5 separate regions of the Sus scrofa genome follow, and all the other regions are linked to region 1. The links are chromatin contacts, called in public Hi-C and HiChIP or PLAC-seq maps. All regions are on one chromosome and are shown on one strand. The core of a region is the stretch at or near the end of the contact, and the rest is flanking DNA. Distances in the headings are between cores, read along the strand shown. Region 1 holds the start of SETD1A (histone-lysine N-methyltransferase SETD1A). Region 2 holds the start of FBRS (probable fibrosin-1). Region 3 holds the start of RNF40 (E3 ubiquitin-protein ligase BRE1B). Region 4 holds the start of PHKG2 (phosphorylase kinase catalytic subunit gamma 2). Region 5 holds the start of SRCAP (helicase SRCAP).

Region 1 (5,692 bases), core at 1,807-4,306:
ATCCACCTCCCAACTCTCCCCTTAGGCCCCCAGGCCCCTCTCGCGCCCCCTTACCTTCCCGCTCTCCCTAGCGCGCGCCCCACTTGGCCTCCGCGCAAGACCCCTCCCCCGCCCCCTGGCAGGCCCCGCCCCCTCCCGCCTCCTCACCGGCCAGCGGCCCGGGCCAAGCCCGGCTCCCGCTCCCACACACCCGCTCCCGTCCCCGCGCCCCAATCCTCTGGCCAAGAGGTGGCACCTCTTCGGGGCGTTGGAAACACCGCGAGACCGAGCCCGAGACCCGGCTTCGGCCCCGAATCCCGGCGGGGGGGTGGGGGGAACGCGCGCCGCTGCCCTCTCCTCCCGCCCCGGCGCGTTCTGCCCCCCCCATCTCCGCGCACGCGCGGCGCGGCCCCACTCACCCGCTCGCGGCGAGCGGCTCCCCCTCCCCCACCCCGCGCGGCACCTCAGCGGCGCGAGGCGGCGGCGGCGGCGGCGGCGACAGCGCGAGACCCGGCCCCGCAGCGGTGGCGGCGGCGGCGCCCCCCCACCACCACCTCCCCGGCGCGCGCACCAAACACCACCGCCACCTGCGCGAGGCCCAGCGGGCACAGCGTCTACATTCGCACTTTCGCCACGGGCGCTGCCGGGAGACCCAAGGGGCCGAGGATAGCGGCTTCGCCTCGGCCGGCGCCCTGTGAGGCTCGAGAGTTGTGGCCCAGGGAGCGTGGAAAGTGGCCGCATCCCCCGGAGAGTGGGCTTCACCACAACTATCCAGCTGCTCTGGCTTCGGGTCCTTGACGAATCGGCGGCGACGAAAGCAGCGACTAATCCCTGAGGAAAAGGGGGCGGGGCGGAGGGGAGGCGGCCAGCCAGAGCTGGGGAGATTTGAGTGGCGCGTTGAACAAGCGCAGATTCGTCAGGCGGGCGGGGCGAATCGGTAGACGGGATGCGCGCTCCTTTTGCTCCTCTTTCCTGCCCCTTCCTCACGCGGCCGAAGGTCTAAGAGGCTGCAGATTCGCCACAGGTCCTGGCCTCAGCTGTTGCCTCCCTTCACCGCCTTGATGGAGCCAAGAAAATAATGCCTCGATAGCCAAGCCCTGTTGGCAGAGTCGGCCACTTTCCGTGGACCTTTCTTACTAGCACAACTCAGAGGACTGCTCACTTCCGACCGGGGGTAATGGCTACGGAGTCCGAGGAGAATTTTCGGCCGAATATAGAGGAGTAATTCTGAGGAGGAGCTGGCCTAGCGAATCTGCGAATTCTTTCGTGGGCGGGGCCAGGGCGCTGCGCGCAGAGGGCGTGGTTAGAGCGTGCGGAGCCCGGCGTCGCGGGGGCGCTTCCTGTAGGACCCTCCGAAACCGGGGCGGGTTGGGAGGGGCACCCCGGAGGTGGAAAAATACTACCAACTACAGTGACTCAGACTGTTTGGCGCCGCGCATAATGCAGAGAGCAGATTCCTCCCGTTATCTTTTCTGGGCCTCTGCCTGTTTAAGCTACCCATTTGACAGATGGGGACACTGAGGCCTGCAGAGGGTGCTGCGTTTTGCCCACAGTGGCCCACCGTTAGTGCTTAAATCTTAGCCTGTCTCAAAGTTATGTGATAACCCTGGTAGGTCCTGAAGGACCTTGAGCCAGTCCTGTAAAAAATGATAAACTAGGTCGTACTTGAGCTAGGATGGGCTGGTTGATTCCCCAGGCTTCATGGTCCCAGCGCCTGCCGTTTTCAGCTGCGCAATCCTCGGCCCTCCCTGGGTTACGCAGTACCGCCGCTCGAGGGCAGCACTAGTCCAGGCTTAAACCTGGGACCCTCCGACTGAGGTCGCCCTGATGCTTTTTCTCAGGCTAGGACGCTGGCATCCTGGTCTCTGGGTGGTAATGGCACTCGCAGGTAGCCCTTGTACTTGAGCCAAGGATCCCCTAGGTTCCGGATATGTGTGTATGAGTCCCTCGATGTATGACCTTGGCCAAGTCACTGACCTCTTAAGGCTTCAGATTCTTTCTCTGAAAATGGATGTTGATTACTGTCATGCAAGACGACTGTAGGTGTTAAAACTGCAGGAGGGGCCCTCGAGGCCTGGTTCATACAAATTCACAATTTTTTTTTCCTCTGGCCAGGGATCAAACTTTGGCAGAGCAGTGACAAGGTGGGATTTTTTTTTACCTCTAGGCCATTGGGGAGCTCCCAAATTTACAAATTTAAGTAATAGCAATAGAGTAATAGGTCCGAGGTCTCACACCAAAAGAATCCTAAGAAAGGATTAGGATCCTTCACAATTTTGAAAAGTTGAAAAAATTAATTTACAGTAGAGGGTAGGCTATGAGATCAGGTTCCTTTCTGTCCCAGTTGAAAGATATTGGTTCCTTTTCTCAAACAAAAGATTCCCTGCATGGTGATAAAGGTAGTCCTAGTTTATAATGACTAAGTGGCTTAGGGCAAGAGCCTCAGTCTTCTTAAAGGAGTTCCTAGCTAATTTATCTCTGAAATGGTAATGACAAAGACCTTTCTCTTGAGGTGATTGTAAATAAACGGATTAAATAAGATTACCTTGAAAGAAAGAAAGAAAAAGAAAAGGAAAAACATTACCTAGGAGAAGCCCCTAGTATGTAGTAGTCACTCAAGAAAAGTAATTTAACACTACAAGGAACATATTAAATCCTCAGTGGAAGAGTTGGAGACCCTGGGCTCAGGAACCACAGTGCAAAAGCCTTTAGCTTTAGAATAACTCGGTCTCAGGAGTCCCCCCTTGTGGTGCAGCAGAAATGAATCTGACTAGGAACCATGGGGTTTCCAGTTTGATCCCTGGCCTCACGCAGTGGGTTAAGGATCTGGCGTTGGCGTGCTCTGTGGTGTAGGTCACAGACGCGGCTTGGATCCCATGTTGCTGTGGCTGTGGTATAGGCCAGGAGCTGTGGCTCCGATTCGTCACCTAGCCTGGGAACCTCCATGTACTGAAGGTGTGGCCCTAAAAAAGCAAAAAAAAAAAAAAAAAAAAAAAAAAAAAAAAAAAAAAAAAAAGGAATAACTCAGTCTCCACATTCAGAAGTCACTGGCCCCTGTCAGCACCAGAAAGGGGTCATACCTAGAACCCACTCCCCTCTACTCCCACCCTGCTCTGCCCTCAGTGACACTTGCCTCTTGACTCTTAAGAACAAGTCACCAGTTCCCAAGGAGGCCTCCCCTTCCCCCCATTCACAGCCAGAAGGTCATGTGTGAAACAATTTATTATACAAAATCAGGTGCATCAAAAATTCAGTGTCAGAATAGTTCTGTATTCCAAGGGCTGGAATGGACCGTCTCCTTTACATGCCAACCCAACCCTTGCTAGGGAGTCAGGCTGGGCACACCAACACCCATCCCTGGGCCAGGAGAGTGAGAACCAGATATAAAAGCATAAGTGTGGGTCTAGAGCAGTGGAGCGGGCACTTGAACCTCCTCCAAATAGGGAGGCTCCCCCTTGGAAAGGCTGGACCTATGCCTGGGGTAGAAACATTCAAATCCCTCTCTGAAGCAACCAAAGTGAGAGTGGGCAACCCATCAAAATCTAAGGATGGGGAGTTCCTGCTCTGGTGCAACGAGATCAGTGGCATCTTGGGAGCCCTGGGATGTAGGTTCAAATCCCGGCCCCACACAGTGAGTTAAGGATTTGGCATTGGTGCAGCTGCAGCTTAGGTATCGGCTAAGGCTTGGATCTGATCCCTCGTCTGGGAACTCCCTATGTCCTGGGGCGACCAAAAAGGAAAAAAAATTAAGGGAAAAAAAATCTGAGGATGGGGAAAACCTCTTCTACCCTGCAACCCCCCAGATGCCAGCCATAAAACAAATTCTACAGAAGCGAAGCAAGGATTGGCTGCCTTCTGGGGCAGCTAGGTGGGCGTGTAACCCTCCAACCGACCTCCACATTCTGTGTAGAGGCAAGTGGCTAAGGGTCGGCACCAAAGGTCTGACCAGGATCTCCCTGCTTCCCCTCTACCTACAGCATCAGCCTTGGACTGAGGACCTTCCTCTTCCTTTGCTCCTCCCAGCCCAAGTGCACAGTAGAGCTTACAAAACCCATGGGACAGAGTGACAGGGAGAATCCCTGGGAATGTGGGAGCCACCCCAAGGCCCAGCCCAAAGGGCCCTGAGGGCAGAAATCTGTTCTCTACCTGAGTGGCCACAGGAAGTAGCTCCAGGCAGGGGCAGGGAATGGGGTCTGTAGACCTGAGGCCTCAGTCAGACCCCTGAAGGAGGCAGTGCTTGCAGTGTGGCTAACACCAGCCTTACACAGCCTGCAGCTCCCCCTGCAGGCGACTCAGCTCCTCTAGCTCTTGCTTGTGGCGGTCTGTCTTGTGTGCCACCAAGGAGCGGTAGAAATGCAGGGCAAAGACCACAAATACAAGCCCTACAGGTACCATGATTGCCGTGGAGGCCATGGCTGCTTGCCAGCCTGGTCCATGGCCCCCCCCACCACCACCACCGCCACACACTTGCCGAGGTGGGCAGGCCTCAGGTGGCTCAGCCTGTGACGGGGCTACAGATGCAGAGGATGGCTTGGAAGCTGGACTAAGGGCGGTGGCCACTGGTGGCAGAGTCCCAGGCACCTGGGAGGCAGGTACCATGGGGGCTGATGTGCCCGAGGGGGCCCCGATGGGCACAAACTTGACCCAGCCAACCAGGACAACTTCAGCAAGGAAGAGGAAGGTGCCCAAGGCAGTGGAGAAGCCCCAGGCCAGCTCCACATAGCGGTGGAGTCGCTGGTGTGGAGACTGGTGGACAGAGTTGAGGTTGTGGATGTTGCTAACGGCTTCAATATGAGGCAGCAGACACGTGGAGACCATGAGTGCAAAGAGGTGCACAGCCACCAGCACCGTGGTGCAGGCACTAAAGGCCACCAGCAGGCCCGGCGGGTATTCGTATTTGCTCTCCAGCTGTACCTCTACCATGGCCACCTGTGGGGACAAGAGGGGATGGGTTGAGTGCTCATAACCTCAACAGTAGAGGGGTTTTTTGCCTGTTGTCATTCATCACTGACGCATCCCTAAGACCTGGAACAGTGCTTGGCAGAAAGAAGGCATGCAGTCTGTTGAGGGAATGAATGGGCAGCCTTGGCAAGACTCTGTCCTATTCCAGACCTCGGTTTCCCCACTCGGCTATCAGGAGGGCTGGATGCCATGTTCCTGACAAATCTTGTTATAACATGGGAGTTAAAAAGCACGAGTTCTCGTCGTGGCTCAGTGGTTAACGAACCACTGAGGACCCATGAGGACGCAGGTTCAACCCTGGCCTTGCTCAGTGGGTTAAGGATCTGGCGTTGCCCTGAGCTATGGTGTAGGTAGCAGACGCAGCTCGGATCCCGAGTTGCTGTGGCTGTGGTATAGGCTGGTGGCTACAGCTCTTATTTGACTCCTAGCCTGGGAACCTTCATATGCCGCGGATGTGGCCCTGGCAAAGACAAAAAAAAAAAAAAAAAAAAAAAAGCACAGATTCTGGAGTGGGGCTGCCTGAGTTCGTTTTCAGCACCACAAACTGTGTAATCTCAATCTCTCTTTCTTTCTATTTTTTTTTTTCGGTCTGCACCTGCGGCATATGGAAGTTCCTGGGCTGGGGTCGAATTGGAGCTGCACCTGCCAGCCTACACCACAGCCACGACAACTCCAGATCTGAGCCGCATTTACAACCTATACCATAGCTCACAGCAATGCTGTATCCTTAACCCAATGAGCGAGGCCAGGG
Region 2 (6,039 bases), core at 2,630-5,129, 250 kb after region 1:
GCTGAAAGCCACCAAAGACTGCGGGCTCTGTGGGGACCTCTGCCTGGGAAAAGGGTGGAGCAGCTGCGCCTGAGAATCTGTGAGGCCAGGAGGACTGAACTGAGGCAGCGCTGATGTAGCTGAGCAGCAGGCACATCAAGCAAAACTGTCAGCTGTCACTAACTGCTGGCCCACGTGCCTACCTGACTTACAGATCTGTGTGGTCCCTAAGAGTTGGGAAAATTGTTAAGCTAACTGCCGATACTCAAAAATCCAGAGGATCCTCCCAGAAACCCAGACGTGCAGGTTTTCTTGAGAATGGGCTCCTTCTCTCATGACAGCGGCCGCCCTCTTTCACTACCTGGGTCACCGCGGCGCCTGTCCAGCCAATTTTTTAGACTCGAGCAAGACCCGCGTCGGGAGGACAGATTAGTTAGTCACGGGGGTAGTAGAATGTCAGCGGAGCTAAAGCACACTGTTTCAAAACAAGCACGTCACCCCTAACAATAAAACGAAATACACCTTCACAGGGTATGTTCTTACGCAACCACAAAGCTTCACATCTCCACTGCCGTAACCACGGTCTCTGTTCCGACTCTAACCTAGAGGATCAGACTAATGGCCAGCAGGAAGGACCAGCTGGGTTCCACAGCCGCCTCGGGTTTCCGTGGAGAACCACAGGTGTCTCCAAGGGCTTTGGGAAGGATGGCACAGCGAGGCACAGGCCTTCTATTCCTTGGTCAACTGGTTCTAGTCACCAATAAAAGTGTCCTTGACCTTCTCAATCCCCACCCACCTGCTTCCTCCCCCCAAAATCTAATCCTGGCTCCACCTAACCTGTGTTCTCTCCTAGAGAGGAGGCTCTGGCTGCTGCACAAGGAAACCTTTAAGCTGCAGTTCGCTTTATGAACCCTAATGCTGCCCACCCAACAAGGTCTAACCCTACTCACCCTCTCGTCCAGATCACTTTCTGCATCACACTGGGGAGAAGGAAAAGACAGAGGTGTCACAAGAGGGAAGAGGAGTGGGGCCCAAGGTCCAGAGGGGAGTTTCAGACAGGGAGGGAGAGGGGAGGGGCCGGTACAGGTGGAGGGCACTTACTATGTATCCAGCTTCCAGAGAATGACGGGAGGAGGCCTGAGAAAGACCAGAGTCCAGAGGTAAGAGAGGCTGATTGGCAGGGCCTTTGGATAAAGTCTCAACTCCCCAGCAAGGCACTCAAGGGCTCTCATGACCTACTCTCAGTCTCGTTCTCCTGCCCAGCCCCTGTTCTCAACGCTCTGGCCATTTCCCAAACAGACCAGATTCTCACATCTTTGTGCTTCGGTCCAAAACAACTTTGCCCCGTTTCTCTTCTTAGCAAACTTATGACTATCCTTCAAGGCCTGACTAAGACATCCCAGGGGGCTTTCCCTAACCACAACACTCCTCCCATCCCCCAGGCCGAATGAGTGGCTTCCTCATGTGGGTTTCTGCAGCATCTCTCCCAGATCTCTGCCTTCTGGTACGTCTCAGGTTTTGGTCTAGGTATTTGCTGCTAGCTTTTCTTTCTTACTTGCTAGACTGGCACTGGGTTACACAGGAGGACAGAGACTGTACCTAATTCATTTATGATTCAACTAAGTCCCTCTGATACATCTCTGAATTACCCACATGTCTATGACAGACTTTAGTGTCAGCCAAAAGCAAGCAGGTCCGACAGTGGACACGTCTTTGTCAGACCTGGACAGGGCAGTGGGAGCTCAAGTTTGCTCTACCTTTCTCTCTGCCCTTAGAGACTGGGATCACTGTTTACAATGGGTGGCAGCATTGCTGATGGAAAACAGGTCTAAGTGAAAAACCTTATGGCCAGAGTTTGAAAGCACAGGGATCTGGGGCAAGCTCACCTCTTTCCTTCTCCGCTTATTGGGCCATTTTCGGGCCCGATCCCCAGAGGGTCGGCCAGGCTCTCGATCAGAGCTGTCCCCTGGCTCCCCAGTGGCTCCACTGGAGCCCCCCCTCTTCCGCTTCCCAGAATGCTTTAGCCGATGCTCCAGTCGCTCTGGGGGCTGAAGAGATGCATCCTTCTGTGGAAGAGGAGGTGGAACTGAAGTAGATGAAAAACAGAAAGCTCCCGATCTCTCTAGGGGTGACCAGGCTACCAGAGTGGCTCAGAGGCCAGGTAACCTGGTTGGTCCCTGGAGACTAGCTCTACCTCCTCCCACCCCAGGGTGGGGCAGAGGCCTGGCCAGAGGAGCCGGTTGCTCTGGTTTGGGGTGCCAGCATTCCCCCCTCAACTCCACCCACTCCAGGCCTCATACTCTTCTCTCTGGCCCTCTGAAGCCCCCCAAGGGTCCCCAGCCCCATCAGACCCCACCTGCAAGGCTTCGAGGCTGGCGAAGCTGGCGATGGCGAAGCCATCGATCAAGTCCTCCTCCTCTTCTTCCTCCTCCTCTGGCTCCTCCTCGGCCTCCCCATCGTCTGCGCCCCCCTCCTCCTCCTCCTCCTCTTCCTCCCCGCGGCTGCCCGAGCCGGCAGGCCGCTTCCGAGCTCGGGGTCGCGGGGGCCGAGGCCTGGGACGCGGCCGCCGCCGTCTCGGGCCTCCCGGCCGCTCTCCAGATGAAGCTGACGACCAGGGCCTGGCGGGCGGCGGCGGCGACGACGAGGACGAGGAACCGCGCGGGGCGGCCAATAGGGCCCGGGGCGCGTCGCCGCCGGGACCTCGGCGGCGCCGCTGCTCCCGGTCTCGGTCTCGGCGCGAGCAGCGCCGCCGCCGCCGCTCCCCCTCAGCGGCCCAGCCCGGGCCGGGAGCCGCGGCCGCTGCCGTCTCCATGGCGACCGCCCTCAGCGCCGCATCCGGAGGCGGCGGGGCCCGAAGCGGCCTGTCCGCAGGCCCGGGGTCGCACGCGCGGCGCTGGCGGCTGCACAGGGACGAGAGGGCCACGGCTTCCCCTTTAAAGCAGGATCTCCTGGCCCCGAGCTTGCCCCAAGGCCAAGGCCCGGGAAGCCGGCGCCGCCCCCGGGGCGACAAGCCTGAGGGCCCCCCCTGTGGGGCCGGCGGGGACGAGACGACGAAAACGGAGCGGCCGTTCCTTTAAGGCAAGGCCTCAAGTTGTTCAGCCCCTGTCCCCTTTAAGACGACCCGACGGTGTCCGACCGGCCTAGTTCGGTGGCCGCCCCCTGCCAGGGGTCGAGACAAGTCTCCCCGAGGAAGAGGAAGGGCCACCCCTTTAAAAGGGGCCGAAAGCTCGACCCGAAACGCAGACCTCCCCTTTAAAAGTGCCTCAAGTCCTCCGACGAAAAGAGGCCACCCCTTTAAGGAGTCCAGGGTTCTCCAAACAGCAGGCCGCCCCTTTAAGGGCTCGGGAGTTAGTTTCTAGTCCTCCACAAGCAGCCACTTCCCCTTTAAGTTGAATTTAAAGGACTTCTTGCGTGGGGGAGGAGAGGCGGTGAGAATCCCCACTCCTTCCAATTCTCCCAACAGCACAGTTCTCAATTTGTCAGCGTCTGTTCGGTGGCTTCCCCTTTAAAGGCTGGCGTTGTAGTCTGCCGAGATGAGTGGCCACCCCTTTAAGGAGATTTAAAGGGGCCTCCTCCAAGCCCAGCTCTTCCAGCCTCCGCCTCCGGTCGCCATGAAAGGCGCGAGGGGGGGGCGGGGCCGCGGGGGCCAGCCCTCCAAAGCCCCGGATGTGAGGCAACGGTGACGGGTAGAGCTTCTCTGTCTGCCGACATAAAAGTCTCTTCCTCCTTTCCTCCGTCTCTGTCTGACTTGCGCCTTAAGGGATCCGGAACGGCTGCTGGGTAGGGAGGGAGCTTCTGCGTACCCTCCTGTTGTCTCCTTTGGAGTCTGGGGCCTCCTCTCCGCCAGGACTTCCCTGCCCCTCCTCCCTCTTCCTCCTCAGCCTACGCCTCCTTCCTCTCTTTGCCTCCTCCCACTCTCCGCCCCCTTCCCCTCACCCCTCTACAGGCTTAGTCGTTGATAGGTTGAGACGTGTACGTCAAGGCGAAGGGCGGAGTCAAACTCCGGGGAGTGGGTAATATGTAGCCGCCCTCAAATCTTGGATTGGGTATACGTCAGATTAGCTCCTCCCTTCATCAAGTCTTATGACTCGACTGGTTAGAAGTACGTGCTTGGGGCGGTCCTTCAGATGACCCCGCCTCTTCCTGCTCTTCGTTCATTGGCCCGTGACCTGACGGCGTCTAGGCAAGGATCCGGATGGGGTGCGCGAGTCCTAGGGACGGTTGGCCGCTGGGCGGCGCGGGGCCGAGGCAGGTCCTTGTCTGCCGCGCGCTACGTCTTCTCTCCCTTTCCGCCGTTTGGCTTAGTCCACCGGCCGCTTGGCTTTTCGCGCACGCGCGTGGTGGTACCTCCGTCGGGTAGCTGCTCAGCGGGATCTCCCGCGGTGCGGGATGGCTAGAGCTTGCGGCGTGTTTTGAGAGCTCTAGTCGCGCGGCAAGCAAACCGCATCCCGTTATGGGTCGGTGCAGTGAGAGAGTGCTTGCCTATGGTCTCCGCGTTCTAGCAAGAAACACCTTGTCCTGTGTGCCGGGCACTTTCTCTCATATTAACTCGTTTGACAGTACGAAGTCTCTTAGGAAGATACTCCTATCAGCCCCATTTTACAGAAGGAGCAGGGAATTGATGCAGGTTTAATTTCCCAGCCAGGGTTTGGACTCAAGTTTAGCTCCAGTCAGTGCTCTTGACCACTGCTGTATTTTGCCTCTAAGTTATGAAAGATGTACAGTGCCACTTACGTCCGCTGGTTGTTTAGGTTACCCTTTTAAGGTGGACATAGCACTGGAACAGTCAACTTGCTTGCTTATATATTAAATGGGTATGACTCTCACAAGGCTTTGTGTAGGTCAGGTAACTGGGACAGGTTGTTGTAGGTGCTTAATTATAGCTGAGTACTCAGCTCTTGAATCCAGCAGGAGGATCCTGGCCTGTGTGTTAGGAGGAACTCAGGGCCATGGTGATCAAGGCCTTCGTCCACTCTGGGTCTTTACATCTGTCCTCTGCGACGTAAGTGAGTTGAGAGAACCCTGACCAGGTATAGAATCATAGTATCTTCTGGAGGAAATTCAGACGTATCCATATGGGAAAATTCTTTTTTTTCCTTTTTAGGGTTGCAGCTGCAGCATATGGAGGTTCCCAGGTTAGGGCTTGAATCAGAGCTTAGCTGCTGGCCTACACCACAGCCACAGCAATGCCAGATCTGAGCCACATCTGTCACCTACACCACAGCTTGCAGCAACACTGGACCCTTAACCTGCTGAGCAAGGCCAGGGATCATCAAACACTTATCCTCATGGATACTAGTTGGGTTCTTAACCCAGAGCCACAATGGGAACTCCATCACATGGGAAGATTTTTTTTTTTTTTTTTTGGTCTTTTGTCCTTTTAGGGTCACACCCAGGGCATATGGAGGTTCCCAGGCTAGGGGTCTAATCAGAGCTATTGCTGCCAGCCTATGCGAGAGCGACAGCAATGCCAGATCCGAGCCACATCTGCAACTTACACCACAGCTCACAACTACGCTGGATCCTCAACCCACTGAGCGAGGCCAAGGATCGAACCCGAAACCTCGTGGTTCCTAGTCAGATTCGTTTCCCCTGGGCCACGATGGGAACTCCGGGAAGATTCTTAAAACCAGAGTATCTCCAGGAGTTCCCACTGTGGCGCAAGGGGATCAGCAGTATCTCTTCCAACACCAAGGTGCAGGTCCAATCCCTGCCCCTTGCAGTGGGTTAAAGGATCCAGCGTTGCCCCAGCTGTAGCACATGCAGAAACTGCAGCTTGGATCTGATTCCAGGCCCAGGAACTCCATATGCCATGGGGCAGCCAAATAAATAAAAAGTGTCTCCAATGACCATTTCTCCACCCCCTTCCCTATATCCATCCTTCACCATCTCCCCTGGTACCTCCCCATTTCCTAGTCTTTGGCAGCCAGTACTGCCAGCTACTCTCAAACTCAGATAGAGACTTATAAAAGAATCAGAAACATATCGAAAACTTTACTAGAAATGTAGAGAAAAAATATAACTGCCTTAGAGACTTCCCCTCCCTCCAGGATGAACGGA
Region 3 (6,202 bases), core at 3,061-5,560, 150 kb after region 1:
GGGGTGGGGGGTGGGGGGAGGGAGAAAGCTGCTGCTCACCTTCTGCATGCTGAGTGTGATCTGGCCCCCCTGGAAGCCCGAGGAGCTCCCAGACACGTAGTAGCCAGAGTTGAGCTGTGGAGAGAAGAGAGACAGATGGGGGTGGAAGAGAGGAGCCCAGGCCCCAAGTACCTTGCACTGGCTCCAAATGACCCTGTGCCCGAGCCTCACCTGCTCCAAGGCCTCCGCCAGGTGCTTATTAAGCTTTTGCTCACGCTTCCGCAACTTCTCAATGTCCCACTGCAGGTCTTCTACCGTCGTCTCCATCTCCAGCACTTTGGTCTCTGCAGATGTCACTTTATCCTGGAGCTCAGAGTACTAGGGACAATGACGGGGACAGATGCTCAGATGAGAGACTTGGCTGAGATCCTTGGGTGGCTATCTAATCCAAACCCTGTCCTGGTTCTAATCCCACCCCCAAAGGCCCAACTCCTACCTCCAACGAGATGCGGTGGTGCTTCTCCTGCAGCTGGGTGGCCAAGTCCTGCAGCCGCCGGTTCTCACGGCCCAGCTCCCGGGTGCGCGCCCGAGCCGCCTCACCGGGGGGCTCACTGTCCCCTGAGAAGGCAGAGCTCAGGTAAGAGCCAAGTCCAGTGCAATGGGGCAAAGTACTAACTCATTCTGGAGTCTGCTATGTGCCCAGTGTCATCCACCAGCTGTCTTGCCTTTTCTCATAACAAAGCCAGGGGTCTTTATCCCCATTGTACAAAGGAGGAAACCGGCTCAGAGAGGAGCGCCATCTGCCCAGAACACCCCAGAACACCCAGGCTGGACTGACAGGACTGAGGCTGGGAGAAGTCAGTCTGCCTGAAAAGCCTGGGCACTTGCTGCCACGTCTTGCGGATCAGCACTGGACACTAAGGCTTGTGCGAAGCGCTCCCATGAGGTCTCTAGCCACGAGGTGGGAAGCCCCTCCAGCCATCAACAACTCCTCCCACCATCTCTCCAGAGCTCACCTCCAGGAAGCCAAGCCAGAGGCCCCATCTACCTACCACCTGAGCCTTCCTCTGAGAACATGGCTCATTTACTTCTTGGGGAACTGTGGCTGCCTCGGGGCCAGGGGTATTGAGGGGATACCATGAAGGTGCAAATGGGGATGGACATCTCTGGGATGGGGTCACCAAGAACTAACCTCGGCTGTAAACTCGCTGACAGAGTTCCTCCACCCGGCGCTGCAGGCGGTCTGAGGCCTCCACAACGCGGGACACAGCTGCCTTGGAGAACTCCATGCGACCCTGAAGCTGCAGCTCCACCTCCTCACTACTGCTGGCACCCAGGGCCACCACGAAAGCCAGGGCTGGCTCACTGAGCGGGGGCCGCAGCTGCACTGGCAGGGGCTCTACAAGGGATGGACAGACCCCCATCAGGATAACAGCAATAGTTACCATCACTCTGTACCAAGCTCCAGATGGAGCCCTTCGGCTCTCTATGGCTCACTGAATCAGCACAACCAATGCCTGCAGCACTACATTATCCCATCTTAAAAAGGCAACAACTGGAGTTCCCATCATGGCGCAGCGGAAATGAATCCAACTAGGAACCATATAGGAACCATAAGGTTGAGGGTTTGATACCTGGCCTCGCTCAGTGGGCTAAGGATCCGGCATTGCCGTGAGCTGTGGTGTAGGTCGCAGATGCCGCGTGGATCTGGCGTTGCTATAGCTCCAATTGGACCCCTAGCCTGGAAACCTCCATGTGCCGTGGGTGTGGCCCTAAAAATAAAAAAATAAAAAAAAAAAAAAAAAAAAAAGGCAACGACTGAGGTTCCAGGAGGTAATTTCCTCAAGGACGGAGAGCTTCCAAACATTTCCTCAGAAATGCCTTCTCTGCCTTCCCAAACTAAATTAGTGCACACATACACACACACAAAAAAAGGAGTTCCCGTCGTGGCACAGTGGTTAACGAATCCGACTAGGAACCATGAGGTTGCGGGTTCGGTCCCTGCCCTTGCTCAGTGGGTTAATGATCCGGCATTGCCGTGAGCTGTGGTGTAGGTTGCAGACACGGCTCGGATCCCGCGTTGCTGTGGCTCTGGCATAGGCTGGTGGCTACAGCTCCGATTCAACCCCTAGCCTGGGAACCTCCATATGCCGTGGGAGCGGCCCAAGAAATAGCAACAATAACAACAACAACAAAAAAGACAAAAGACAAAAATAAATAAATAAATAAATAAATTAGTGCACACATACCAATTCCCATTCAGGAGCCCTTCTGCTTTTATGTGTGTGTGTGGTTTACAGTCACTTTCACCCTAATAGCTAAGACAGTGTTTCTTTTCCTTTTTTTTTTTTTCCCAGCCACACCCACGGCATGCAAAAGTTCCCAGGCCAGGATTCGAACTCATCCACACAGTGACAGTGCCAATCCTTAACCCACTGAGCCACCAGGGAACTCCCAGTAATTTTTTTTTTTTTAACTATCTTTGTCTCCTCCAAATCTACACCAGTGCCAAGTACACAGTCATAATACAAATACATGTAATACTTTTAAAACCTGAATTGGGAGTTCCCGTCGTGGCGCAGTGGTTAACGAATCCGACTAGGAACCATGAGGTTGCGGGTTCGGTCCCTGCCCTTGCTCAGTGGGTTAACGATCCGGCGTTGCCGTGAGCTGTGGTGGAGGTTGCAGATGCGGCTCGGATCCCGCGTTGCTGTGGCTCTGGCGTAGGCCGGTGGCTACAGCTCCGATTCAACCCCTAGCCTGGGAACCTCCATATGCCGCGGGAGTGGCCCAAGAAATAGCAACAACAACAACAAAAAGACAAAAAGACAAAAAAAATAAATAAATAAAACCTGAATTGTACTCTTAACCAAGTCATTCAGATTCCAAAGTCTCTGTTCTTATCCACTGTGATTTGCTGCCCAAATATAAAATCAATTGTGTGTGTGTGTGTTTGTATAGGCAGGGAATTCAGCAGCCTGATTATCAAGATCCTTTCCTCTCCAGGACCTTTCCCAGAACTTAATTAAGCTTCCTAGATCCTAGGGTTCTGGCCCTACCCCTCAGCTCCGATGTTCCTGGCTCTGTGAGAGGGGTCTCATCACGCGTTGGCCCTTCCTGGGTCCCAGGCGCCTCTGGCCCTGAAGACAGCTCCCCCTGGCTCTCATGGTGTCGGAGAAGGGCTTCCACAGTTTCATCCAGCTGAAAGGAGAAAGCACCAAAAATGTTAGGAATCCCTCAGGTGCTTCCTAGCATGATACTCCCTTTCTAACAGAGAAGTCTGAGAACTGGCAGCTGGATCAAAGCCCAGTCTTGTAAAGGAGAGGGGCATTCACCTGGGCCCAGTAGCGATTGACAATGAGGAGTGTGGCATCATCTGTAGCCTGCCTCTTCTCCAGTTTCTCAATTCGTTCTCGGAGTTCATCTTCACAAGCCTGTCTCTGTTCCAATCGCTCTGCTAGTTTCTTGTTCTTGAACTGCAGAACCTTCAGGTCCATCTCCTCCTACCAAGGAAACAGAGGGGCCGAGGAGAGAGAGGGTCAAGAAGGGCCCAAGAAACCAATCAGAGAAAGAGACAAAGGAAAGCAGATAGAACGGATGTGAGAGGGGAGCAGACTGCTAACAGGACATACAAAGCTCAGACACCCACGGAGGAAGCGTCTTGTTTGTAAGGAGCGTCACGTTCTGCTCCTGCCTCTTTCTACCTGAAGTCTGACATGTCTGTCACACGCTCTCTGGGAACCTGTTTGCCTATCTGCGAGGGGAAGGCAGACGTCATGTCCTAGGTTTCCTTCAACAGAATGCTCTGTAAAGTGGATCTGGTTAAACTTGGGGAACTGGGAAAACGGTTCTGGGAAGTTGGGCGGGCTGGGGCAGGAGCCCACGAACCGTGGAAGAGATGCCCCCAAGACGAATGGGCTCTATAAGCGTTGTTGTTGTCTTCTCCTCGCGGTTCAGCTTCTTCTCTGGGGGCCCCGAGCCCCCATCGCCGGCGGCGCGTTTGTTGCCGGGCCCAGACATGGCCGCGGCGGCGAGGAGCGGCCCCCGGTCTCTCGAGGACGTCAGGCAGGCGGACTCGGCACTTCCGTCACCTGCAGAAGACAGAGAGTAGAGCTGGGGAAGGGGACGGAGGTCCGCAGCCACGAGCCTACCCCCGCACACAGCTGCCGGACCCCGCCCCGCCGGCCCCGGGCCCCTCACCAGCAGCAGGATCAGCCTAGCGCCGCCATCTTGGACTTCACCGGACGTCACTGGGCACCCCCGCCCCCCAGCACAGAGCGCAGGCGCCAGAGGCAGCGCCGGATGTGGCGAAATCTTCTCCAGTTCCTGTTTCTATTGGTTGTGCTTTGTTCCTCCTCTTGCGTCCGTTTGGTTTCTTTCTGAACACCTCCTCTTTCTCTCAGTGATTGGCCGGTAGGCAGTTGCCATGGTAACTGACAACACACTTCCACTCCGCAGTCCTAATAACGCCGCCTGCCTCAGATTAACAACTTCGAAGAGAGGGCACCGGGGCGGGGTTTGCATCTTATTATGCATGCGCATTCTCTTCTCACAGTTTGGCGAGCACGGTACACTTTCTCCCTTCCTACTGGATCCTCCTTAGCAACCGTCACCGTTGAGACGGAGGGACGCCCCCAGCCGATTGGCTGTACCCGGCCTCTCTGCAGCGTAGATTGGCTGAAGCGTCGATAAGGGCCAGGCCTTGGCAGTCGCCGCCCGAGATCGGCTGTCCCAGAACCGAGGCAGGATAAAGACGGTGGGGACCCGCGACACAGAGGAGCGACCAGATGATCCGCCGGAAATCCAGCCAATTCCGGCGACTGAAAAGGCGGTCGGAGCTGGACCAGCACTCCGAACTGCGGCGAGAACATGAGAAAGACCATGAGAAGGACCTCAGCTCGTTGGATGAATCGGCCAAGAGGATGGGAACAGGAGTGCGGACCGAGTCAGGGACCGTGGCCTCAGTGGATGCGAATGAAGATCCTGCAGCCAACTTGTTCCCGGTGAGGACAGGTCAGAGTGGTCTGCTCATGAATGTTTATAAAAGGGCTCCCAGGCAGGGGGCCGTTTGTTTCCCGGGCTGCCTTGGTGAAGAGGCAGGCTTGAACTGCTTGTCAATACGCTCATGAATAGTACTTAGGGATCGCCGAAGCCCAGCCCGCCGGTATTGCTAGTACACAGTTTTTAAGATGAGAAGGCAAGGTATCGCGTTGTTAGACCACCAGAGATTCACCAAGGGCAAAGAACCACGGGCCAGGACTAACAACGCAGCTCTGCCTTTCCCAATCCGCTTTCTCTCCCGCAGCCGCCGCTACCCCAGCCCCGGATCTGCATATGGTGAGTGTGAAGAGCTTTGAGGGAAAGTTACCCTTCACACTTGTATTATTCCTTTAGCGCTTCCTTACGAGCCTGTCAAACAGGACGGAATTCCCATTTTACAGACAAGGAGACTGAGGCCCAGAGATACAATTACCCAAGATGACTATAAGCCAGGTCTCCCGCTGCCTCAGTGACTTTGTTATAAAGTTACACAGCGAGTTAGTGGAAGAGCCAAACCTCTTAACTCAGGTCTCTTGCTTCCCAGTCCTACGCTCTAGCCATCATAGCCTTGTCCTAAGACTAATGCATAATGGCCAACACCTTTTCCCCTCTTTTCCTATGATAGGAAGTACCTCGACATCCATTCCATGCAGAGGCTGGAGAAGACAACCAACGTGGAGGAGATGAGGGAGTATGGCGGGGAGTAGGGACAGGAAGAACTGGCTCTTGGAGAAGGCTGAGGCAGTGGGCTGGGAAGGCATGAGGAATGCCTGGCTCCAAAGCACCTTGTGACTTAGTGTAGGGTGGTGAAGGGAGATGAAGGGAGACTCTAGTTGCCACTCATTCCTTCCTCTCTCCTTCCCAAGGGTGCTGGCTGAGTTGTTGGGGCTCAGCTGTCCTGAGCAGAACCTGCGAGATGCCATCACCCTGGACCTCTTCTCCCACATACTCATCTTCTGCCGCCATCAGGGCTTCTCACTGGAGCAGACATCAACAGCTTGTGCCCTGCTCCAAGATCTTCACAAGGCCTGTATCGGTAAGAGGAGAGGCTACCCGAGAGTTGAGTCCAGGGCAGAGGAGGAGGATGGCACAAGTGACCAGGGGAGTCAAAGCAGGATTACCACCTGAAACCATGGTTCTGACATTACTAGGAGTATCATCACACACAACTTATCTCACCTCA
Region 4 (5,967 bases), core at 2,427-4,926, 170 kb after region 1:
CTGTCAACCTTATAGTGACCTGTGGAATGCACTCAGAATTTCTTGGGGTTTTTTTCCCATACTGCCTCCCTTTAAATACCAACTATGTGCAAATAACTCCTGCTGTACCATCTCAAGCCTTGCCCTACCTCCACAACTCCTGATTCCAATAGCCTTTTTTGAAATCTCCATGTGATATATAGGAGTCTGAACATGGAGCTCCCACTGTGATGCAGTGGGTTACTGATCCAGCTTCTGTCTGCAGTGTTGCCAATTTGATCCCCCACCCAGCACAGTGGGTTAAGGATCTGGCATTGCCACAGCTGTGGCATAGGTCACAAATGCTCAGATTCAATCCCCAGCCTGAGAACATCCATATACCAAGGGTGGAACTGGAGCTGCAGCTGTGGCCTACACCACAGCCACAGCAACACCAGATTCGGGCCTCATCTGCAATTTACACTGCAACTTTCAGTAACGCCAGATTCTTAATCCATTGAGCCAAGCCAGTGATCAAACCCGTATCCTCACGGAGACAAAGTCATGTCCTTAACTGGGGAGCCACAACAGAAACTCCTGGGCAAATCCTTTTCTTTTTCTTTTGGCTGCCCTGCAGCATATGAAGTTGCTCTGCTTGCGTAACACCTGATCCTCTACCCCAATGGGGGACTGAACCTGCATTCTGCTTCTGCAAAGAAACCGCCGATCCCATTGCGCCACAGCAGGAACACCCTGAACGAGTCTTATTGGTCACACTCCCATCAGGTTTCCTGGCCTCTGCAGCATGCGTCACAGCAGACCATGCCAACCTTCCAGAAGCACATCAGTCTTGTGTCTTTCTTTCTAACTCACAGATGGTGTCTCCCACTTCTCTAATCCCTTAACGGTGACATACCCCAGGGTCTGAGCCTGGGCCTCTCTCACTTTCCTACATTTCTCTTGCCAAATCCAACGATGCCTCCCAAATTTACAGCTCTAGCCCAGCTCTCTCTTTTGTGTTCCAGACTCAAAAGGCCTCCTTGACAATTCCGACCGGATTTAACCTTTTCAAAACGGAACTCTTCCCGCCCCTGCCTTCGGCAGGTCAAAATGGAACTCTTGATTTGCTCACCCCTCCCCAATCTTCTTCATTTCTTCAGCCACACAAATCCAAACCTTGGACGTGATACTTGTTTCCTTCCATTTCCCTCTTGGTCCATATCCAAGCCCTCAGGAAACTATATCCCTTCAAACCATCACCTGCATCTATCCACTTCTCTCCAGCTTTACCCCTGCCACTCTGGTCTAAACCATCACCATCGCTAACTTCAAAGAATCGGTATCTTTCTAGTCAGGTGGTCTCTATGCTTCCATTCTTGCCTCTCTCCTAACCACTTTCCACATAAGAGCCAGAAGGATTTTTTTTTTTTTTTTTTATCTTTTTAGGGCTGCACCCATGGCATATGGAGGTTCCCAGGTTAGGGGTCTAATACAGCTGCCAGCCTACTCCACAGCCACAGAAACGTGGGATCTGAGCTATGTCTGCAACCTATGCCACAGCTCACAGCAACACTGGATCCGTAACCCACTGAGCAAGGCCAGGGATTGAACCCACAACCTCATGGTTCCTAGTCAGATTCGTTTTCGCTGCACAACGACAGGAACTCCAGTTTTTTTATTTTTTTAACAAAGGATTTTGGGGGGGCCTCATCCGCAACATGTGGAAGTTTCTGGGCTAGGGATTGAACCCATACCACCAGAGACAACGCAGGATCCTTAACTGGCTGTGCCACAGCAGGAACTCCCAGAATGATCTTTTAAAATGTAACCACACACCTGTATTGAGCACTTACCATGTTCCAACAGTATCATATTAACCCTTTCCATCCTCACAGCAACCTACAAGGCAGGATCTATTTTTATCCCCCATTTACAGTGGAGAAACTGAGGCACAGAAAGGATGTTACTAGGTCCCAAATCACAGAAATGTAAGTCAGATCATGCTAGTACCCTGCTTGAAGATACCAGTGTCACTAGAATAAAATTTAAATTCTTTTTTTTTTTTTATTTTTAATTGGTCTTTTTTTTAGGGCCACATCCACAGTGCATGGAGGCTCCTAGGCTAGGGGTCGAATCAGAGCTCTAACCACCAGCCTACATCACAGTCACAGCAATGCCAGAGCTGAGCCGCGTCTGCGACCTACACCACAGCTCATGGCAATTCCGGATCCTTAACCCACTGAGCGAGGCCAGGGATCGAACCATCGTCCTCATGGATACTAGTCAGATTTGTTTCTGCTGAGCCAGGATGGGAACTCCAAAATTTAAATTTTTTATCTTGGCCCAAGGCTCTACACAATCCAACCTCTATTTACCTCTCCAACTTAATTTCCTCCCCCTTTTTCCACTCACACCATATTCTAGCCACTATGATCTTCTATCTGTGTTGTGAATAGGCCCTTTTCTTGCCATTCCCTCTGTCTGGAATATATCCTGCCTCAGTTCATGATTTGTTCATTCTCATGCTCTAAGTCTCAGCTCCATTAATTACTCTTGTTCCATCACCCTCTTCATTTTCTCCCTAGCACTGACACTGAACTTTAACTTGTTTTCCTGTTTACTGTCTTTCTCTACCGCTAGAATAGAAACTCCAGGAGAACAGAAACCTTGTAAGATAGATCTTACATCTCCAGTGCCTAGCACAGTGCACCCAGCACATTGTATGTGCCTAGAAAACCCTCATGTATAAATGTATCTGCCACTGCCTCTACAAGTGGGGCTTTCCTTCTATTTGTTGTGTGCTGAACTCCTGTTCATCCTTCAAGACCCAAATATCACCCCTTCTGGGAAGCTGTGGTTTTCTGAGACCCCGCAGCACTTTCTACATAGCCTGATACTTTTTCATATATCTTTTAGTCACTTCACTTGGAGTACCTCCAGAGCATAAACATCTGTTCCATGCTCCCTGTGTTCACCTTTGTGCCTGGCACAGGAGGTGCCTGAATTGTTCGTCGAATACATAAATGAATGAATTTGTGGAAAAATGGGGATTAACCCAGAACAAATGAGTCTAGTCACTAAACGTTCCTCTGCTCCCCACTAACCCTTCCCATTTAGAACTCTCAGCCCTCAGAGGGAACTGTGTATCCTGGCTAGGACCTGACCTCTCAAGACCTCCATTTCACTGGGCGCGGCCTCACCTGCCAATGACGTCCTTAGGGTCGTACTTCTGGTAAAACTCCTTGGCCGCAGCCCAGTCGGGCAGCTCATCCTCTGGTCCCACGTCCAGCGTCATTCTGAAGGAGGGGGGCGCCTGTGTGGAGGAAACGGAGGGCAGTGAGGCCCACAGGCTCTGAGAGGACGCACATCGCGGCTCACGGGGGCGCAGCCCTTGCGGCTGGGGAGCCAGGATCCTGAGGGATGGGGGACGGGGTGGGGGAAGGATCGGGACTGGGGAGACCCCACGAAAGGGCCTTTAGGGGTCGGGACAGGGTGGCAAGGCAAGGAGGGGGCAGGGGGGGAAGGGAAAAGGTGCGGTGGAAGGGGGGAAGGGGCACTCGGGCCGGTGGCTGTTGCTGCGCAGGCGCACTTGGGCAGGCGCCGGGACGGGGCGCGGGGTCTCGCGGGGACATACCCGCCGGGCGGGGAGAAGAGCAAGAGTAGAGTCAAAGCAGCTCAGTCGCGGGGTTCTGCTCTAGTCCCTTACCCGAGACGGTACCGGCAAAAACCTCAGGCCCCGCCCCCATCCTGTCCACCAATGGCCAGCGCCACCTGAAAACTGAAGTTCAAAGACCCCTCCGATTGAAAGCTGATAGTCCAATAAGAAGCCGAGAATCTCTGGGCTGGCGCGGGAGTGGAAGCTTGGAGTTACCAATGGTTGCGACGCTAGGGCGGGGCTTCAGATACGACCCATCAGCATACGGCATCCGCGAGGTCAGCAGGGGAGGAGCTTGTTGACCTGCGGAGCTGGGGCCTTGGAGCGGGACCCGGAAGTTAGGTTTACCGGGAAGTGTAACCTCCGCGTACCCGGGACGCGGGGCTTAATGCGCCTCTGACTCTCGTTTTTGGGCATGGCACTTTCAGTCTCCCAGAATCTCTATGTGAATTCGACTTTTAAAAACATTAGCAGCTGATCCAAAGCTCTTACCTTGAGAGGCAGCCTCCAGCCTTTAAAACGCTCGGGGCTCGCAGCTTGCAGCTCAACTTGGCCACTTTGGTTCGAACTTGAATGAGCTGTGGCCAGTCAGCCACTAGAGACTCTCTCGTCTTGTGGCTGCTCCAAACCTTGGATACCTCCAAAGCCATAGTGCCCACACCTGGGGTTATACATCTTCCCAGTCTTCCGCCACCCGCTCCCAAAAGCCTTGGATGGTGTCACACTCTGCTCTAAGCCTACCAAGTTGTGAGATTCTTGCAGGAGCGACTGACTTCATAGATATTAGTGCATAGCTCAACCCTGACATTCATTTACTCATTCAACAAATATTTGTTGAGCGTCTCAGCGTTAGATTAACAGCAATGAAAGAAAGAAAGAAAGAAAGAAAAAAAAAAAGTCCTTACCCTTGTGGAAGTTATGTTCCTGAGAAAGAGGCAGAGAATGAATTCTTTTAACCTAACAACTATCTTAGAAATGTCACTTTGGGATCACAAACGTGGAAGAAGTTAAAAAATGAATACAAGTAACTTTTTAAGAGTATTTTGACCTTACACCATATTTGGTAGACCGGCTTGGTAGTATAATGGAATAATTATTTTGAAACTGAACAAATGAATAAACATATTGATGTATTTGGCAGTCAGGGTTCTTACTGTAGGAATATAGAATTTGGAATGGGGAACAGAAAGGACCTTATGACTGATTGAAATTGGAGGCATAATTTTAGGAATAATTTTTAAAATAGATAAAATTAGGTATTTTCTAGCTCTCACCTCTAAAAGGGCCTAGCAGCAAAAACATCCCCATTAGAGTGAGCACAGCTAGTGTCTAGATGCTGATTTCAAAGTAACCTTCCTCAAAAGAAACCAGAGCTCCTTGGGAGACTCAGCCTAATTCCCAGGCTGGAGACTTTCTCTGTACTTTCTTGTACAAGATGAACCTGGAATAATTTGTGCCAGAAAGTGAAGAAAGATGGGGACTTAGACACAAGAACCAGGTTGAAATCAGGGACAAAAAGAATGATGAGACTGAGAGGGTCATGAGTGAACCTTCTGATGTGCTAGAAATGTTCCATTCACCTAGGAGGTGATTACACAGGTGTGTTCATGTAACATTCACCAGTCAGCACACCTAAGATCTGTGTACTTTACTGTAGATAAATTATACTTCAACAAAACAGTTTAAGAAAGCTAATGGCAGCAATGAATATAACAAAATGAATTTTAAAACTCTGAGACCAAAGACAAACAAAAACTCTGAGACCACGCTGACACTAAAATTGTAAATAAATAAATGGAGAAAAAGACGTTCTTTATAGTGGAATGCCAGATAATAAATGCAGAAATAAAGTTAAAACATCAACATTTTGTAAGCCTCATAATAACTGACTTGGGCAAAATAGGCTTAAAATTACTGGTGAAAATTTGCTGGGGAACAGGATATTTATATAGACTTTTTTTTTTTTTTTTTTTTTGCTTTTTAGGCCCGCACCTGAGGCATATGGATGGAAGTTCGAAGGCTAAGGGTCAAATCAGAGCTGTAACTGCTGGTCTACACCACAGGCACAGCAACTCGGGATCCGAGCCACGTCTTCTATCTACACCACAGCTCACAGCAACACTGGATCCTTAACCCACTGAATGAAGCCAGGGATGGAACCCAAGTCCTCATGGATACTAATTGGGTTTGTTATCACTAAACCACAATGGAAAATCCTATACTATTCTTTTATTGTTTTATAGATCTGAATTTGTTCTGTTTGTTTGTTTTGTTGTCTTTTTGCCATTTTTCTTGGGCCGCTCCAGTGGCATATGGAGGTTCCCAGGTTAGGGGTCCAATAGGAGCTGTAGCCA
Region 5 (5,745 bases), core at 2,850-5,349, 210 kb after region 1:
AGGGGAAAAAAAAAAAAAAAAAAAAAAACAGAGCCTATATCTTAAATCAATGATAAGGAAAGAAATGTAAAATACTCTCAGGACAAAGGAGTTCAGGAAAGAAGACACTTAAGGAAGCCTCATGGCCTTCCCAATACGTACATGCTTGGCCTGCTCTGCAATCTCAGCATGGCTCTTCTCCCACTTTGGGCCCTTGTTAGCCAGGTCAGCAGCCTGGGGTAAGCTGAGCCCCTCCAGGGGCACTGTGGCACCATCTGGGGGCCCTGGAGGTCCATCCAAAGAGGAATCTTGAGCTATATGCTGGGGGGAGATGCCACCTGCCCCACTAGAGGCTGGGGAACTGGATGAGGCAGGGGATACAGGATTGCTGCCTGTCATGCCGTCCGACACCATCTAGAAAAGGGGGAAATGAAAGACAAAACGAATACTTGGCAGAACTCTAGCAGGGCTCTTAAGTCCATTATATCACTCTATCTTAACAATAAAAAACTCTGAAGTAAGGTATAAACCCTTATTCTATAAACACAGCTTTGGGATAAAGTTTTAATAACGTGCTCGAGATGGCAAATTCACAACTCCAATAAATCCTTGGCGTGCAAGAGGAATCACACCCTGATATTTAGAGAGTTTCCAAATTCAAGAATACTACTATAGCGCATGACTCCTAACTGTAACGATTCTTTCAGAACGTCAATGATTTCATTCACGTTCATGAACAACGCCCTATCTTTCCCTCCTTTTCACACCAAGTATGGCAGATTCACCTATGCAGATAAATTAGAGCTAGTATCAAATTCCAGTGACACCTAAAAAAAAAAGCCCAAGATCACCAGTCTTGATACTTTCATTAGAGAGTTGGGAGAAGGGGAATGGGAGGGTGGGTCACTGTTCTCACACATCTACCCATTATAAGGCACTGTACAAGCAATACCAAGTAGAGAAAAAAGTCCTACTTAAGTGCAGACAGTGAAGGAACTGATGAAATTCACTCCGGCACACAGGCTTCACAGTGTGCGACTCAAGTTCCTATCTCAACAAAATGGCAAAAGACTCTATGTCACAGAATTTCCCAGTTGCTCAGCACACAACCACTGAACGCATACTGTATAGAAACCTAGATCTATCCAGTTTCAAAAGTCATGATCTTTTTCCCTACCTCCAGATGCAGAGAAGAAACCCTCCCCAATTTCGAACCTGTGTTTGCAGGATTGGGAGCTGAGGGTGAGCAGGGGAGGGGCTGCTCTGCATGGTCCCACTCCCAGGCTCCTCTCTGGATGCCTGAAGAACGACTGGGTCGTTGTCACCGCTGCTGCTGGCCGAGGGGCTGGCGTCCGGCTGCAGGGCATGCTGGGAGCTGGCCTCATTCTGGGCCACCGGCCACCGGGACCCGCCTTCCAGGGCCCGGGGCCCACTAGGGCGTCCCAGCCTCCGCTCAGGTCCACCGGCCTCTGGAGCACCTAAAGCAAAGTAAAAAGAATAGAAATAGAACTTAGAAAAATTAAATAATTTTTTATTTTATTTTCAGGGCATATGGAAGTTCCCAAGCTAGGGGTCGAACTGGAGCTGGAGCTGCCAACCTACGCCACCGCAACGCAGGATCCCAGCCACATCTGCGACCTACACCACAGCTCACAGCAACACCAGACTGCTGACCCACTGAGCAAGGCCAGGGATCAAACCCACATCCTCATGGATACTAGTCCGATTCATTTCTGCTGCACCACAATGGGAACCCCCTAAATAAATTTTTTTAAAAACAAGCACAACACTAGAAAGTAACGCTAAAGAATAAAGGTAAATGAACCTGATGATTACACCTTCATTCCTTGAGCATCTACTATGTGTCAAATACTCTACTGAGTACTTACTTGATGGATTCTATAATCCTCACATCTGCCTTATAAACCAGATACATTCCATGCCATAATAATGCTTATTTATATCTTCTACATACTAAAGACAGACCTATGCAAAAAAAACCACTGGAGCTTACATTCCAATTTTTTTCTCTATTTTATAAGTTAGAAAATTAGAACACAGAGACAAAATGACTTGCATAAGGTCACACAGTGAGGAAGAGAAGGATTTAAACCTAGACAGTCTGATACCAGAACCATGGAAAACATGCTACTTTCCTTGGTAGAGCCAGGATGCAGACATCTTTCTCTATTCAGAGTCCCAGTTCTGCTGTTGCACCACAATTATCTCAAATATCTCTCTCATTAGCATCAGTACACGAAATGGTATTTGAACTCTCACCTGTGTGAGCTGAGACCACACTCCCTGTGAAAGTCTGCACTTCCACGGTGCCGCCGTACTGAGGAGAATCACGCCTGAAACAAATGGAAAGGAAAAGAGCATGAGGGACCAATCTACATTTACCAACACCCATCGAAGCCTTCTTTACACTAACTTTTTTGAGACTCGTAGATATACCCAAGTCAATTCAAAGACTGAAAAGGATTACAGTAGTAGAAATAGATCATATTCAAAAAATAAAAGCAAATAATGTTTTGTGAAAAGAATTCCCTAGGACATGAGATTCTGGCTGAAGTAAGGAAATGAAGCCTCCCAAAAAGTTTAAAAAGTTTAAAGGTAAAAGGCTCCAACCACTGAATGAAGAGCAAATTAACAAAGCCAAACAAGTTATCACATCCAGAAGCTCAAAAGGTACTGGCAGCCTGGCAGCCTGCTCTCCTTTCCAGTAAGGGCTGAACATAGGAGAATCCAACCTTTCTCAAGGCAGGGCCCTGGGCCTCCTATGCTGCGCCAGGAGACACTTCCCCAAACACAAGAACTACAACAGGAGACCTTAGAGGAGCAGTCAGGAGGGGAGAAAGGCCGAACAGCAAAGACCCATGCCCCGGAAATAGGCAGGGTAAACCCACACAAGGCCCGGAAGTGTTTCCCCAGTGTTTAAGGAAGCTCCTTAACCACACTGCAGCCTTTGATTCACTCCCTCTTCCACAACTGATTCACTGGACTCAAGCTAACCAGGATCCAAGAAGCCCGAACTCTTGACCCCAGGCTTCATCACCATCTCCTAAGCCGTCCCAACAGCCTGACCCGGCGTGACCCCTGACCTCTGCCCCAAGTTGCCACTAGCCCTAAGATGGCCCCGCCCCCTCCAGACTCCCACCGCACCCAACGTGCGCGACAGACTGGGGGAGGGGCCCGCGCGTGCGCGCCTGGAGGCGGAGAGAGCCGGCTGTGCTCACCGCCCCGGGGCTCCCGCCAGAACCCAAACCCACGCACACAAGGGTCGCAGGGCTGGGAAGCCTCTCGTCCCTGCCCGTCAGGGAGCCCCCCACCACCAGACCGAGAGAGCTTAAGATAAGGAAGGGTTCGTGCCGCCAGATCTTGGCTCCGGACTGGATATGGTGGGCGCGCGCCCCAACTACTCGTCCCACGCCCCCCTTCCTCTTCTCGCGCGCCCCTGAGGTGGGGGGCTGGGGTTGGTGGGCGGGCAGGAGCGCACCTGGGTCCGTCCTCTCAGGGCTCGCTCGCTCGCTCAGGCACGCGTGCGCAGACGGGCGGAAGGGGAGAGAAGACGCGCCCCAGCCCAGTGCCGGCCGGTCTGGCCCCCCTCAGCCTGTCTCTATGGGCGCGCGCCGACAGCCTCGCGCACCGGCCCCGGGGCCCCGGCCGAAGGTGCGCGCGCAGCACCCCGGGAAGGTGGGAGGGGAGGCGGTGGCGGAAAGATGCGCGCGCAGTCAGCCGTCAGGGGAGGGGGAACTGTGGAGCGTCCGCCATCTTGTCTCCCTCTCCTTACCTGCGTCCTCGGGGGCGTGCGCACCACCCCCCCCTCCCGCCGAGGAGGGGGAGGGCCCCCTCTTTGCCGCCTCCTTCGCGGCCTTTAAATCCCCCTGAGGCCCGCGGCTACTGCCACCGCCTTGCTTCCACTGCTTCCTCTCACGGCACAGAGATGCGGGAGGTGGGTGGGGAAAATGGGAGACGCTACTCGCAGCGAACCGCCGCCGCCGCTTCCGAGGCCTCACCAAAATGGCCGCCGCCGTCTCGGCCGCCACCACCAACACCACCGCCACCACCACAGCTCACTATCGCTACCGCCGGCGCGGCCCGTCCTCTCGCGAGACAGTAACTGGAGGTTGGGAGAGCAGGGAGCCTCGCGTGCTAACGTAGGGCGCTACCCGAAGCGCAAGGCAGGCTGGGAAATGTAGTCCGCCCGGAGGCTCCGCGCCTTTCCCGCAGCAGAGCTCTTTACCCTCCACCGGCTAACCTGCCACTGGGGCTGCATTGCAGCTGCCCACTGGGACGTGGCCACCGTACCTTCTTTTATAGATCACCCAGAGAGCTGAAGGAATTTCTCAGGTACTTTCAGCAAGTTAGCAGTGGAGCCTGGATCTCTGGATTCCCGTTGCAGTCCACTCGTATAGAGCCAATGCATTTGACACATGGGTGGTATTGTTGATAGCTCCTAAGCATTTATGCATCAGGTCGCCAACTTTCTGAGTTAAGAACCCCTTAAATTTGTTGTGTTTTGGGGGTTTTTTTGGTAATGGTTGGGTTGGCTGCACGCCGGGCATGCGGAAGTTCCCTGGCCAGGGATCAAATCCGTGCCAAAGTGGGGACCAGAGCCCCATCAGTGACCACCGGAGATCCTCAACCCGCTGCGCCACCAGGGAACTCATTTGAGAATCTGATACCCTCACCCTGGAATAGAATAATAATAATAACGTACCTTTTACTGAGGGCACCTTGTGCACGATCTCAATCCCAACAATGCTCCATTTATAAATGATTTGAGGCTCATAGAGTAATAGAGCTCAAAGCCAAGATTCATAGCCAAGCAGTCTAAGTCACAAGGTTACAAGCACTGTCACAAAATCTACCTCATGAGGGCCGACCACCCAGGAGCCAGGTTAGGAGGCCATAATAAAGCTTTCATTCAGCTCTTCACCTGCTCAGTTTAGATCTCCATTCTACTCTAAGAGTTGATGATTCTCTCTGACCTTGACTTGAAGTTCTGTTTTTCTTTTTCTTTTTTTTTTAAACTTTCTCTTTTTTTAATATTTTTTTTATTTTATTTTTTTAATTTTTTTTGTCTTTTTGGCATTTCTTGGGCCGCTCCCATGGCATATGGAGGTTCCCGGGCAAGGGGTCGAATCAGAGCTGTAGCCGCCAGACTACGCCAGAGCCATAGCAACGCAGGATCCGATTCGCGTCTGCGACCTACACCACAGCTCACCGCAACGCCGGAACCTTGACCCCACTGAGCAAGGGCAGGGATCAAACCCGCAACCTCATAGTTCCTAGTCGGATTTGTTAACCACTGCGCCACGACGGGAACTCCGAAGTTCTGTTTTTCTTACAGCAAATACCAGTGGTTGAAAACTCAAACCTAGAAGGACCAAGAAGATGATGTAAATAAAGCAAAGAGGGGCAGATGAGGAATGTTAGGAACAGGAGGCCGTATACTCTGACCAAAAGGAATAGTCAGCTCAAACCAATGTTCACCCTACAGGAATGTGGGCCAAAATACATCAGATTCAGCCACAGGCTGCCAGTTTGCTACCGCTGACCTGTGCTAGAGCCTCAAGGCATACAGAAGCATGCAAGGTAGATTTGTTGATTGAAAAAAGTGGATAAATGCCCAATCGTTTAGGCCCAGTTCAAAGTCTTTTTTTCCAGACCAAGCTTACATATTTCTGAGACTATCTCATAGAACAACACCAAGCTCCCGAAAGATCTCGTATTTCTTAGCCTTCTCATGTACTTTTTCAT

What was found. A called contact is a pair of places that touch in the nucleus more often than the background predicts. HiChIP or PLAC-seq counts read pairs in DNA pulled down with a chosen protein or histone mark.
Region 2: a contact with region 1 is called in an H3K27ac HiChIP or PLAC-seq map of alveolar macrophages. The contact joins the promoter of FBRS here to the promoter of SETD1A in region 1. A contact is called at or near these places in 1 of 47 Hi-C or Micro-C datasets (liver) and 1 of 2 datasets of contacts at active chromatin or transcription factors (alveolar macrophages).
Region 3: a Hi-C map of skeletal muscle shows a contact between it and region 1, with 4 times the contacts expected there. The contact joins the promoter of RNF40 here to the promoter of SETD1A in region 1. A contact is called at or near these places in 2 of 5 promoter capture datasets (fetal skeletal muscle and liver), 2 of 47 Hi-C or Micro-C datasets (liver and skeletal muscle) and 1 of 2 datasets of contacts at active chromatin or transcription factors (alveolar macrophages).
Region 4: an H3K27ac HiChIP or PLAC-seq map of alveolar macrophages shows a contact between it and region 1. The contact joins the promoter of PHKG2 here to the promoter of SETD1A in region 1. A contact is called at or near these places in 2 of 5 promoter capture datasets (fetal liver and fetal skeletal muscle) and 1 of 2 datasets of contacts at active chromatin or transcription factors (alveolar macrophages).
Region 5: an H3K27ac HiChIP or PLAC-seq map of alveolar macrophages shows a contact between it and region 1. The contact joins the promoter of SRCAP here to the promoter of SETD1A in region 1. A contact is called at or near these places in 1 of 5 promoter capture datasets (fetal liver) and 1 of 2 datasets of contacts at active chromatin or transcription factors (alveolar macrophages).

Annotation. Positions count from the first base shown.
Region 1 is chr3:17,487,341-17,493,032 of Sscrofa11.1, forward strand. It overlaps SETD1A (histone-lysine N-methyltransferase SETD1A), which reads right to left and starts at 3,057. Exons shown (of 21, transcript XM_021086406.1): 1 at 606-3,057. It overlaps ORAI3 (protein orai-3), which reads right to left. Exons shown (of 2, transcript XM_003481021.4): 2 at 3,184-4,908. The coding sequence ends at 4,240.
Region 2 is chr3:17,739,932-17,745,970 of Sscrofa11.1, forward strand. FBRS (probable fibrosin-1) reads right to left here and starts at 3,880. Exons shown (of 18, transcript XM_021086415.1): 1 at 2,336-3,880; 2 at 1,866-2,045; 3 at 1,081-1,116; 4 at 930-959. The coding sequence starts at 2,791. PRR14 (proline-rich protein 14) reads right to left here. Exons shown (of 12, transcript XM_021086416.1): 12 at 5,954-6,039.
Region 3 is chr3:17,631,680-17,637,881 of Sscrofa11.1, forward strand. It overlaps RNF40 (E3 ubiquitin-protein ligase BRE1B), which reads right to left and starts at 4,311. Exons shown (of 20, transcript XM_021086412.1): 1 at 4,180-4,311; 2 at 3,868-4,070; 3 at 3,315-3,482; 4 at 3,039-3,180; 5 at 1,172-1,378; 6 at 476-597; 7 at 211-357; 8 at 40-114. The coding sequence starts at 3,999. It overlaps CCDC189 (coiled-coil domain-containing protein 189), which reads left to right and starts at 4,475. Exons shown (of 8, transcript XM_013992414.2): 1 at 4,475-4,982; 2 at 5,285-5,316; 3 at 5,645-5,710; 4 at 5,886-6,055. The coding sequence starts at 4,767.
Region 4 is chr3:17,652,965-17,658,931 of Sscrofa11.1, forward strand. It overlaps PHKG2 (phosphorylase kinase catalytic subunit gamma 2), which reads right to left and starts at 3,677. Exons shown (of 10, transcript NM_001166317.2): 1 at 3,593-3,677; 2 at 3,159-3,271. The coding sequence starts at 3,253.
Region 5 is chr3:17,698,763-17,704,507 of Sscrofa11.1, forward strand. SRCAP (helicase SRCAP) reads right to left here and starts at 4,100. Exons shown (of 34, transcript XM_005653006.3): 1 at 3,773-4,100; 2 at 2,260-2,333; 3 at 1,195-1,457; 4 at 142-393. The coding sequence starts at 1,248.